Regions from separate parts of the Hordeum vulgare genome. Here region 1 is linked to region 2. A link is a contact called in public Hi-C data. All regions are on one chromosome and are shown on one strand. The core of a region is the stretch at or near the end of the contact, and the rest is flanking DNA. Distances in the headings are between cores, read along the strand shown.

Region 1 (5,149 bases), core at 699-3,198, 560 kb after region 2:
AGGTACGCTCCACTCGAACGGCTCTACGGTACCAGCACTGACCAAGCACACTCTTTCAGCCGATCCGCCGTCAATTCCAATCAGACGGCTCCCGTTCGACACCCCCACAACGCAACAGGGGAACCCGCGCTCTCTAGCCCAAGCCGCGCTTTTACTCCTGACACCTTTGCTGCGTGCACAGCCCTTAAATCGGCTTTGTGCAAGACGCATGCAGCACAGTATAGTACTGTAATACCTACTCCCAGCAATAACGTTTGACCACCTTGCGCGTTCATCACGCTCCGTAATCAATTCCGTAAACGCAAGCCGACCGACAATGAACGCAGAAGAGAGTTTTGGCGTGACATCCTTCACTCCGCTGCATTTACTTCTTCAGGTTCTGAACAGTCGCGGGTATCCCTCGCTTGTCCCATTTTGCTTGCTTCCCCTGTAGGAGTACTACTACTGCACTGCCTAGTCATCATCAGAGAGCTACTCCTACATACATACACACGCCAACCTGCTGCCAACCTTCATTGATCGCTTCAAATGAATCATTGCATGCACGGCCGGGATCTCCATGCACGCATTTTCCCTAATCAATGCCCACCCTGTGGTACTGCTCCTGCTAAAACCCAGCCAGCGCTTCTCTTTTTGCCGGGAAAACCTCAGCGGTTCGAGGCAGGTTAGCTACTACCGGTAATAAACTACACTGCCCTGGGTTAACGACCACGGGGGGATGGTCAGGACATGCACTTTGCTCGCGGTAAGTATAGTGGACTAGTGGAGCTGTAGTTGGACGATGGCCAGCAGGCGGCAGCAGCAGCATGTGGTGGTCTCTGTAGATTAGATTTGATCCGCACGACGGTGTTTCATTCAGGAATAAATAAATGGGGGAATAATGTACATGCCGTGCCGTGGGGCTGTCTGCGGATTGGATTGCTGCTGCGTGTGAGCCCGTCCGTGACTAATCCAATCATCGCGTAGATGGAGAGAGAGGCTGCCCCGGCGAGGAAAAAGCGAACGAAATGCTGCCGCGGCAGTAAACGGGGGGTGCCGGCAAGGGCGGCAGCAGGCGGATGAGCACAATGATAGGGGGCCGCGGTGCGTACGGCGGCGCTGCTTTGCGTTCGCGTACAGGTCGCCAAAAGCATCATCCCTGTACGCACCTGCGTGCTGTTTTCACATCTCCCGCGGAACAGGACACGGGAAAGTGAAAAGAGGAGGGAGCCCGTCCATCCGGCTCGTACGAGTACGAGTAGTACTAGTACCTCCTCATCATGTATATGTATACAAGGCATTTCCTGCCGAAAACAGGCACAATAATTCAGTCAGTCGACATGGCTTTTACCCTTCTTTTTCCTCTTGTCTTGCATAGCAGCTCCCCAAGGAAAAGCACTGTAGTGCAGTGCATGCACTGCCGTGGCAGTGCTGGGCCGGGCAAGGTGGAAAACCCCTTTCTTCACGCACAATCCATGATGGAACCACGTTCCCAGCCACGCCGCCGACCAGGAAACCCGGGGCGAGTCGAAGAGCCATCCAGCCAGGCAACAAACAACCGGGCCAGGAAACGGGAACGGAAAACCGAATGCCCAAATCTATCCACCACCACTCCAAAAATACGCTTCCCTGAAAGATTTCACCGCGAATGCGGAACTCCCATCCGAGAAGCGGAGAAGCCACGCAGAAGCGTCGTCTCCGCCGAGCACGAGCAGGGGCAGGGGAGAGAGAAGAGGAGTGCTACGTACGTACTAGTACTGGTACAGTGGGATACTTGTAGCTACAGGGGAGATTCGCGGTGGGGCGCAAGGGGCCGCACGCGCAGGACAAGCGGGGGCGTAAATGCGGTTTTGGACCGCTGCGCCGGCGTGCGCGGTGCCGTGAACCGCTCCCTCCCTCCCTCCCTCGTCCTTCCCTCCCCACGCCAAAGGCAAAACCGAGGCAGAGAGAGAGAGAGAGGGGGTAGGGTGACGACGCGGGGCAGAACAAAACAACCGCTTCCTCCTGCCACCCCGCTCTGCACCGCAGCAGCGGCGCGCCGTGCTGGAGCCGCTTTTTTGACCGCTTCCGACGGACCCACCACCCAGCAGCGCAAGCACCACACGCTAGCGGTAGCGTCCTTCCTTGGGAGGAGCCGTGGTACTACTACCATACCATACCACCACCACCACTACCACCACTGGAGGCCGCTGTACCGCTACGCCACTCCCCCACTCCTCACTGCCCCGCTACCGCTCCACGGGCTCGCATTGTGGCTCTGGTTTGAGGTCTCGGGAGGAGGAGGAGGAGGAGCGCGCGTGATCTGAGGCGGGGCGGAGGGGCGCGGGAGAGATGGCCGGAGGCGGGGGCGGGGGCGGGGGCGGGGGCCAGAAGCAGGACGACATGGCGCCGCACCCCGTCAAGGACCAGCTGCCCGGGGTCTCCTACTGCATCACCAGCCCTCCTCCGTGGCGTGAGTGCTCCGCTCCGCTCCCTTCCTCCCTCCCTTCCTCTCGTATCACCGGCGGTTTTCCGGGCGTCCGTTTCGGGGTTTCTCTTCGCGGGGCTGGGTTTTCCCGGTCGCGATGGCGACGGACGGGCTGCTTGCTTGCTTGCTGGTCATGCCGTTGCTCCCGTCGTTTTCGGGGGTGGTGGGTTTCGTGGCCTCGGTGGTTGGTGGATGGGGCTCGCAGATGCGCCTCGCTTTCGCTCGGGCTTGTTGCGCGGCGAGGAACCGCCGCCAGATCTGCCTGCCCGCCTGCCCGCCCGAGCTTTCCTCCCCGGTTTCTCACTCGGATATTCCTCCAAAATAAAAAGCGGGCTGCCTTTTCCGTTTTGTTCCCCCTGCAAGTAGTTTATTAATGCGCTTTAATGAGGTTCCGCGTTGAATATCCTCTGCATAGTTTATCTGTATCCGATAATAATAGCTGACGCTGCAAAGCTTTGACCCGTGTTGATTGATGGCTTGATGCTACTCGACATTCAACAGACAAGGAATTTGCATGATTGTCGGATGGGTGGGGTTTTTTCGATGGATTTTCTTGGTGTTGTTCCCACCTTTGATGTTCAAGTCGCGGTCTGGTTTCTCAATCTACCTTTGATTCTGGCTTCTATTCTCACGAGTTTTCGGGAATCTGGTGCTATATTTGTGATTTTGTACGGTGGTAGTACAAATGAGCCAAGGTTTCATATGAACTCACGCGTTGACTCGTTTCTGCTTTACCGCGTGCACCGGGCGTTCTTTCCGGTTACTATATAAGTATATTGTTGCCGATCTACTATCTTCTTCTATGTTTACTTGGCGTGTTCCGTGCTGTGGTTCCAGTGAATTCCTAGGCACTGACCGTGTCGGTAGGTGGTTCCAAACCGGAGGTCCGTGTCCACCCATCGTTGTCACACTCAGCTGCATTCATGCTCCAGATACTTGGCAGGGCGTTTTCATTTCCATTTTCTGCCTTCTGCGTTATCAGACATTCTTTGTTTGTTTTAGATAGATAGTAGTAGCTTGTTTCCAAGCAGCTTTGTTTAAGTTAATGCAGGGATGTACCGGCTTGCTCTGTGTACGGGCGCTTCAGTACAAATAGTACTGCCGGTAATAAGTATGATCCATTTTGTAGAAGATCGAATTCTTGTTTGGTTATGAGTCACTTGTCTGTGTCTGAGTCTGAACCGAGTCAAATAAACATGTAAAGCTGACACTGCAAATAAAGAGTCACATTATTTTGTTATATCCTAATCTTCTTTATGCATTTAATGCGCGCCCTTCCTGAACTTAGTTCTGTACGCATCAGGACCGGGGGGGGGGGGGTGTTAATGACAGTCCTTTTATGTCTTGAACTCTTGCTCATTACATGGGAGAGTTGTAAGGTTGAACTCTGCATGGAAAAATGATGAACAAGAAGTCCTTGTTCAAACTGGATGATGTGGTCATATCGGCAGTTATATTTTTGTATGCATTTCTTCAAAGTTTGATCAACAAAATATGTTTTGCTTCTTATCTTTTTGCTAGCCTGCCTTGCGAAGTATGTCTACAGAAAGCAGGAAAATTTAACTATTGAAATAGTTTATCTATACACTTCCACTATATTCTGTGTAACTTATATGACTTGGTTCTGAAATTTGATTATGAAATCTTACATAATGCAGCGGAGGCCATTCTTCTTGGCTTTCAGCATTATCTGGTCATGCTTGGAACTACTGTTATCATACCTACTGCACTTGTTCCACAGATGGGAGGGAACAATGTAAGGCTACACTAGATTACCAAGTGGTGTTGCTTTGGACTGAATCTGTTGATTGATGACTAATGGTGTTTCAACTTTGCTAGGAGGACAAGGCAGTTGTTATCCAGACATTGCTGTTTGTGGCTGGAATCAACACCCTTCTACAGAGTTTCTTTGGTACCCGATTGCCTGCGGTGATTGGTGGATCATACACCTTTGTTCTGCCTACCATTTCGATCATACTCGCAGGGCGCTACACGAACGAACCAGACCCGCACACTGTATGTTGAAAAGGCTGATAATTCTACCTGCTTCCCAGTAATCTTTTCCTAAATATAGACTAATGAATCACCTGGATTTTATTTTTGAAGAAATTCCTCAAAATCATGCGTGGAACGCAAGGTGCTTTGATCGTTGCTTCTGCACTACAGATCATAGTTGGCTTCAGTGGCCTTTGGCGCAATGTTGCAAGGTAGGAAGATGAACACCGCATAATTGTTATTTCTCAACTAAATTGCTGTTCCATATGCACTGAAGCAAGAAGTGTTCTAGCAGGAGTAGCTTTCAATCTCACGAATATACTGATTTTTGTTTCAGATATCTCAGTCCACTGTCAGCTGCTCCTTTGATAGCGTTAGTTGGCTTTGGACTGTATGAGCTGGGTTTTCCATCGGTAAGATCTGAGCATTGTGTTTCTACTCGATACTTGTTTAATCATACATACTTATGTTTGAACAACAAATATACAGGTTGCTAAATGTGTTGAGATTGGTCTGCCTGAACTAATCCTTTTGGTGATATTCGCCATGGTTCGACTCAATTCCTATGCACTCAATATTTTTAACCTTTTGTTATGCAGCATAACTTTGTGCTCCAGCTGCATTTTTATGCCCCACCCCTCACCCTTTCATTTTTTGCAGTACCTGCCGCATACCATCCACATGATGAAGTCGATCTTCGACCGTTTT
Region 2 (5,417 bases), core at 2,512-5,011:
AAGCAACGCATGAGTCCTCCGAAGAAAGAAGATGGATGGATTTTCTAGGAGGCTAGCTTACGTACGTGTTGAATACTGAACCAATTACCGCCAGTTAGATTGATCGATCTAGACTAGCACTACACTAATTACCACCAGCTAGATTGATCGATCTAGACTAGCACATATGTGTTGAATATTGAACTAATTATCGCCAGCTAGATTGATTGATCTAGACTAGCACTACACTAATTACCACCAGCTAGATTGATCGATCTCGACTAGCACTACACGGCGAACACATAGCGCACACGCAAACATTGGACAAGACACTGATTTGATGGATCACCAACAGTGAAGTCACCGACGGCTTCTCGGCAGCCAGGAGGTGTTTCTCAGCTACCATATGCACATCCTGGCCAGCTCGGACAACCAGCCCATGGACCCAATGGCTCCTCCAGAGCCTAGGCCTTCAACGGCATCCTACACCTCCTCACCGGACCGCAACCACTAGCGCCGAAGAAGGTCATTTGTCGCTGACCTTCCCCTCGACACAAAACCTTGCCCATTGAGACTGCCTAGTTGCTTAGGGTCCGTTTGGATCATTTGCTAGCCTCGCCTAGCCAGGCTAAATTAAACTAGCCCGTCTGTGACATAGCCCACTAAGCTAAGCGATGTTGTTTGGTTATGTTGCCCCAGTTTACGGTTACATGACTGGTCTCACCCACGATTCATTAGTTTGCCATCGCGAGAGAGCCAATTCGGCTCTCCCAGCCAGGCAAGAATTTAGCTGCAGTTACGAGCTAACTTGCCTCCAAAAGCAAACAAATCATTACTCCACCAAACACATATCCTTGCTAGGCAAGGCTAAGACTGTCCTTGCCTTAGAACCAAACACACCCTTAGACTCCGATTGCCGAAGGAATCGAGCCAGGGTGGCCCGAGACTCGATGCTCGAGCACGTCATCCCCGCCATCATTTGTCGCTTACGTGGCACCTACAAACCTTGTCATCTAGCTTCACATAGACATGGGAAGCCCTCTACCGCCATCGTTGTGTTCAATCTTCTCCGCTTCCGGTGGAGCACTGCCACACCATGATTTCCTTGCCGACGATGCTCTTCGTCCTTCCCTTGCTTCTCCAACACCCTAGTGCTCCTCTAAAGCTGTCGGCGCCGCACCCTCTAATCCTCACATACTCAAGCCTACGCCCCTGCAAGACAGAGCTCCGTTGGCTGCTTTTCCGCTGCTTAGGCCTCCCCTCTATAGTTGATTCCTATCACAGTTGTCGCCGCTTGCCATTACCTTGCTCTTGGGCTGCAAAGCTCCCCGGCCTCGCACAACACCTCCTCCGTTGTTGCTGTTGTCGCACGCTCCCAAGCCATCACCCCCGTGTGTTCACTGGAGTTCGAACTACGTTGTGTGGGCTGGCATGTGGGCAGTCCGCTATTTGCCTAATGAGTTCAGCATAATTAGAGAACTGCAAATTTACATGAGCTATCTACATGAGGGGAAGAAATGTCTTTTCACTTCTTGCTTAACACTGTTAGTGAGCAAAATGGACGAAAATGTCAATAAAGAACACATTTACGTCTAGTTTCAAATAAGGTAGGAAATGTTTATTTAGCCCAAATCAGGAAGAACATTTTAGGAAAGGGCCAAATAAGAATGTCTCTACAAAACAGCAATTTGGCATATAGCCAAGCTGCTAAACCACAAAATGTGAAAATAATCAAGTTATCTTCTTGGTGTAAAATTGTAGAACAGCCAAAAACTCCTTCAGCAAGATCAGAAAGCATAGACCATGTTCAAGATCTAATCACACCCTTATGACCTCCGTTATATTTTCTGGACATTACTTCAAGATAGACCACAGCGACACCATGATTCAGATTTATTTCCTCATAAGTGAGGTGCAATAACATTTTTTGTAATTCAGACGAAGCTAATGAACATTAAGTGATGGACCCAACAAACAGTTGAAAGACGGCCACCAAGTAAAATGTCCTATCTGTACAGCTTGGGCAAGTGAGTTCTTTTTTGCTAGGTTTGTCGATCTGCAACAATAACCAGCATATACAAACCTAGAAGAACTTTCTTCTCAAAAGGAAAACTATAAACTTATAATGCATCACGGAGCACAACAGCTAGGGTAAACAGCAGAAGGAGATATCAATATACCCACGTTTTAGGTCTGGTCTCCATTTTTGCTTCTTATTTTCCTACTTTGCAATATATAAGCTCAATAATCAGCAACTGTTTAGGAATTTCCTAGTATGTAGTGCATCAGCAAAACAAACAACTAAAGATGTGCAAACAGCAGGTAAAACACATCACTGTGGCAAACTCCAGCATAAGTAAGGCATGGCTTACCATGAAACACGTATGTCCACACCAAATCACCAATGACCAACATAATGCTTGTAAAATGCCTTAAACATCATTTTCTTACTCCTATACCAAGAGCCAATTATATGATCAAATTAGGTTCTAACACGCACACCGACCCAGCTCTTAGCATGTTAGCACCTCATGCTAGCACGCTGTTCAAATAACCACCTTTCCAATCAGCTTGAGCTATTGGGTGAACTGGCTAGTGCATGCAATTCAATACAGCATCAGAGACAAAAGGTCTCAAGGTCAAGACCCACAGGCTACATCGGTCCCAAGTTAATTATAAGGTATAAAAGAGCCTAGACCTGATGGGGGTGTTCAAATATATTCACCACCTTTCCCCCTCAGCTCAAGCTTTTGGGCAAAATGGTCAGTGCATGCCATTCGAATAATGCAACTCAAGTTTAGAGAGCACATGATTTTCTTACGTGTTGGAGACCACCATCTCTAATTTCCTAGGTTCAAGAGGCAGCAGTCTAGGTACAGTATACAGATGATAATTTTCAAGCAGATGCAGAACAACAATTATGATATTGCTGAAGTATATTGACAACCTTTCCCACTAAGGCATCCGATAAAGGAAGCCTCGTGTTCAAGACTCGTGAACGCGCTATGGATAAAATAGTTATGGCCGACAATGCCCATGTGAGGTTTGAAAGATCCTAAAACTGAGAGGTTGTGTTGAAATATATTGATCGACTTTCCCCTTGGGCTTTTGGGTGGACCTTTCGGTGCATCCAATTCAACAGATAAAAACTCAAGTTTATAAACACATAATTTCCTTACATGTCCATCTCTCTCTATTCTCCCAAGAGCAGAAAGAAATCTAGTCTAGTTACAGTACATAATATAGATGAAAAATTTCAAGCAGAAGCATAAGAGCAATTACGATACTGGCAAATTCCAAAGGGTATTCCCATCAGATGAGGCACCTTTACGAAGAAGTCGTCAGGTGACACCGGAGGCGGAGAACGGACGACCTGCTGCTGCTGCTTTCGCGGCGTGGCTGGGGGAGTCGTCGGCACCGGAGGGTGGGATGTTGTCAGCGGTGTAAGGGGGGCACACGAACCGGAAGGGGCGGGAGGAGGAGGTCCGCGTGCCGAAGCTGGAGCTGCTGCTTCTGCCTCTACGCGAGTTGCCGGCCACATGTGCCGAACGAGAGGCCGCTCACCGCCGCGCATGGCCCCGCATCGACCCCTCCTCGGCGGCTGCCGGCGCCGCGCCGCACCATCACCGGATCGATCGCCACCGCCTGCGGTAAACCCTAGCACCGAAACCCTAGATCCGCGGGGGCTCCGTCCGGGCCGCGCGACCCCGCATCGAACCCGCTCCTGCGGAGGCGGGACGCCCGCCGGAGACGGCAGGCCTCGGCGCGGTCGAATTCGGGCCGGAATCGGGGCCGATTGCGCGCAGGGCCGGCGCGAGAATTGGGGGTTTGGGGTGGGGTCGGCGGGGCGGGGCGGGGCGGGCGAGGGGTTCGGGCGCGATCCGAGGCGGGGTGGGGGGGGGGGGTGGGAGGGGGCGAGAAAAAAACGGCGATTTGGGGGGAGTGGGGAGGGAGGGATCGCGGCAGAGACGGCGCGCGAGGTCGAGGAGAGAGATGGGGGGGGGGGGGGGATTGGGGTTGGGGTGCGGGTCGTGCTGCTGTGGGGAGTGGGAGGAGACGGGGGCAGCAGGGGCATTTCTGACAGTTCGGCTCGGCCTGCGTTGCTCGGTGCGGCTGGCTCACGCTCTCTGACCTGCCTGGCGCGGTCGCTGCGGGTGGGCCGCTGTTTTGACTTGGAGCGGTGGCGATTTCCTGTGGTGCCGACGTGTTGCAGTGCAGTGCCATGCGGGGAGTACGGCTGCGGCAAGTCTCGGTTGGCCGGCTGCCGGACAGTCGGCAGTTCACCGCAGTGACGGAAGCCAAGGCAAGTAAAAGAAAAATAAATCTAGTACAAAATAATCATGTCGAACAAGGTAGATACAAAATATCATAAGACAAAATAATCATGTCGAACAAGGTTTTGGTGCACACATCTAGCTGAAAATGAGGTAGCGACTAGATGTTGGATATCAAAACATTAATTCATGCCAAATCTTAGTTGATGTAAAAAAATGCTAACCTCATGGCATCGATGGTAGTCTTAAGGCTCAATCTTGCATCGGTAGGTAGTTTCTCATTTTGCTTTTCTATCACCTTGTTGATATGAGCCATACTGGTCTTGTGTGGGTCGATAGAAGAGGTGTCTACAGGGGTGAATAGACTACTTGCATAAATTAAAATCCTAGTCTTTTTTCAATTTTAGTGCTTGACAGATTTTAGCATTTCTAACAAGTCTAGTGCATCCTACACATGCTAGTCAACAAATATGGCAGCGAAAAGTAAAGACTCCGCATACGTAATAAGAAGTAGAGTTTAGGAAGATCGCAAAGGTTGACACAGTGATTTTTGGCATGGTTTCGATAGGTGGCGCTATCATACGTCCATGTTAGTGGAGACTTCAACCCACGAAGGATAACGGCTGCGAGAGTCCACAGAGGGCTCCACCGGCAAGGGGTCCATGAAGAAGCGGCCTTGCCTATTCCACCATGGCTTTCGCCCATACAAGACTAGCCTCACTCATGGTAGATCTTCACGAAGTAGGCGATCTCCTTGCCCTTACAAACATCTTGGTTCAACTCCACAGCACGAAGTGAGAGGCTCCAAAGCGACGCCTAACCAATCTAGGAGGCACCACCCTCCCAAAGGTAATAGATGTTGTAGAACGATGAACTACTTGCTCTTGTGCTTCTAAAGATAGTCTCCTCAACACTCAATCACTCTCTCACACACATTTGGCAGGGGTAGAAGAGATTGATCTTGTGGAAAGCAACTTGGGGAGGCTATGAATCAAGGTTCAAATGGTTGGAATGGAATCTCTTCATCTCAACACGTGAGTAGGTGGCTCTCTCTCACAAGAATGGATCTCGCAAGTATAAGTGTGTTTTAAGTGCTTCCTCTATAAATGAGAGGTGGGTGGAGGGGTATATATAGGCATCCCCAAAATCCAACTGTTACAACAT

What was found. Hi-C and Micro-C count contacts between places; a contact is called where the count stands out from the background.
Region 1: a contact with region 2 is called in a Hi-C map of leaf, with 3 times the contacts expected there. The contact joins the promoter of LOC123402522 here to the promoter of LOC123402758 in region 2. A contact is called at or near these places in 2 of 6 Hi-C or Micro-C datasets (leaf and seedling).

Annotation. Positions count from the first base shown.
Region 1 is chr6H:508,966,723-508,971,871 of MorexV3_pseudomolecules_assembly, forward strand. LOC123402522 (nucleobase-ascorbate transporter 6-like) reads left to right here and starts at 1,949. Exons shown (of 14, transcript XM_045096442.1): 1 at 1,949-2,431; 2 at 4,105-4,202; 3 at 4,286-4,462; 4 at 4,553-4,653; 5 at 4,779-4,854; 6 at 4,931-4,990; 7 at 5,102-5,149. The coding sequence starts at 2,311.
Region 2 is chr6H:508,400,667-508,406,083 of MorexV3_pseudomolecules_assembly, forward strand. It overlaps LOC123402758, which reads right to left and starts at 3,762. Exons shown (of 4, transcript XM_045096713.1): 1 at 3,305-3,762. The coding sequence starts at 3,553.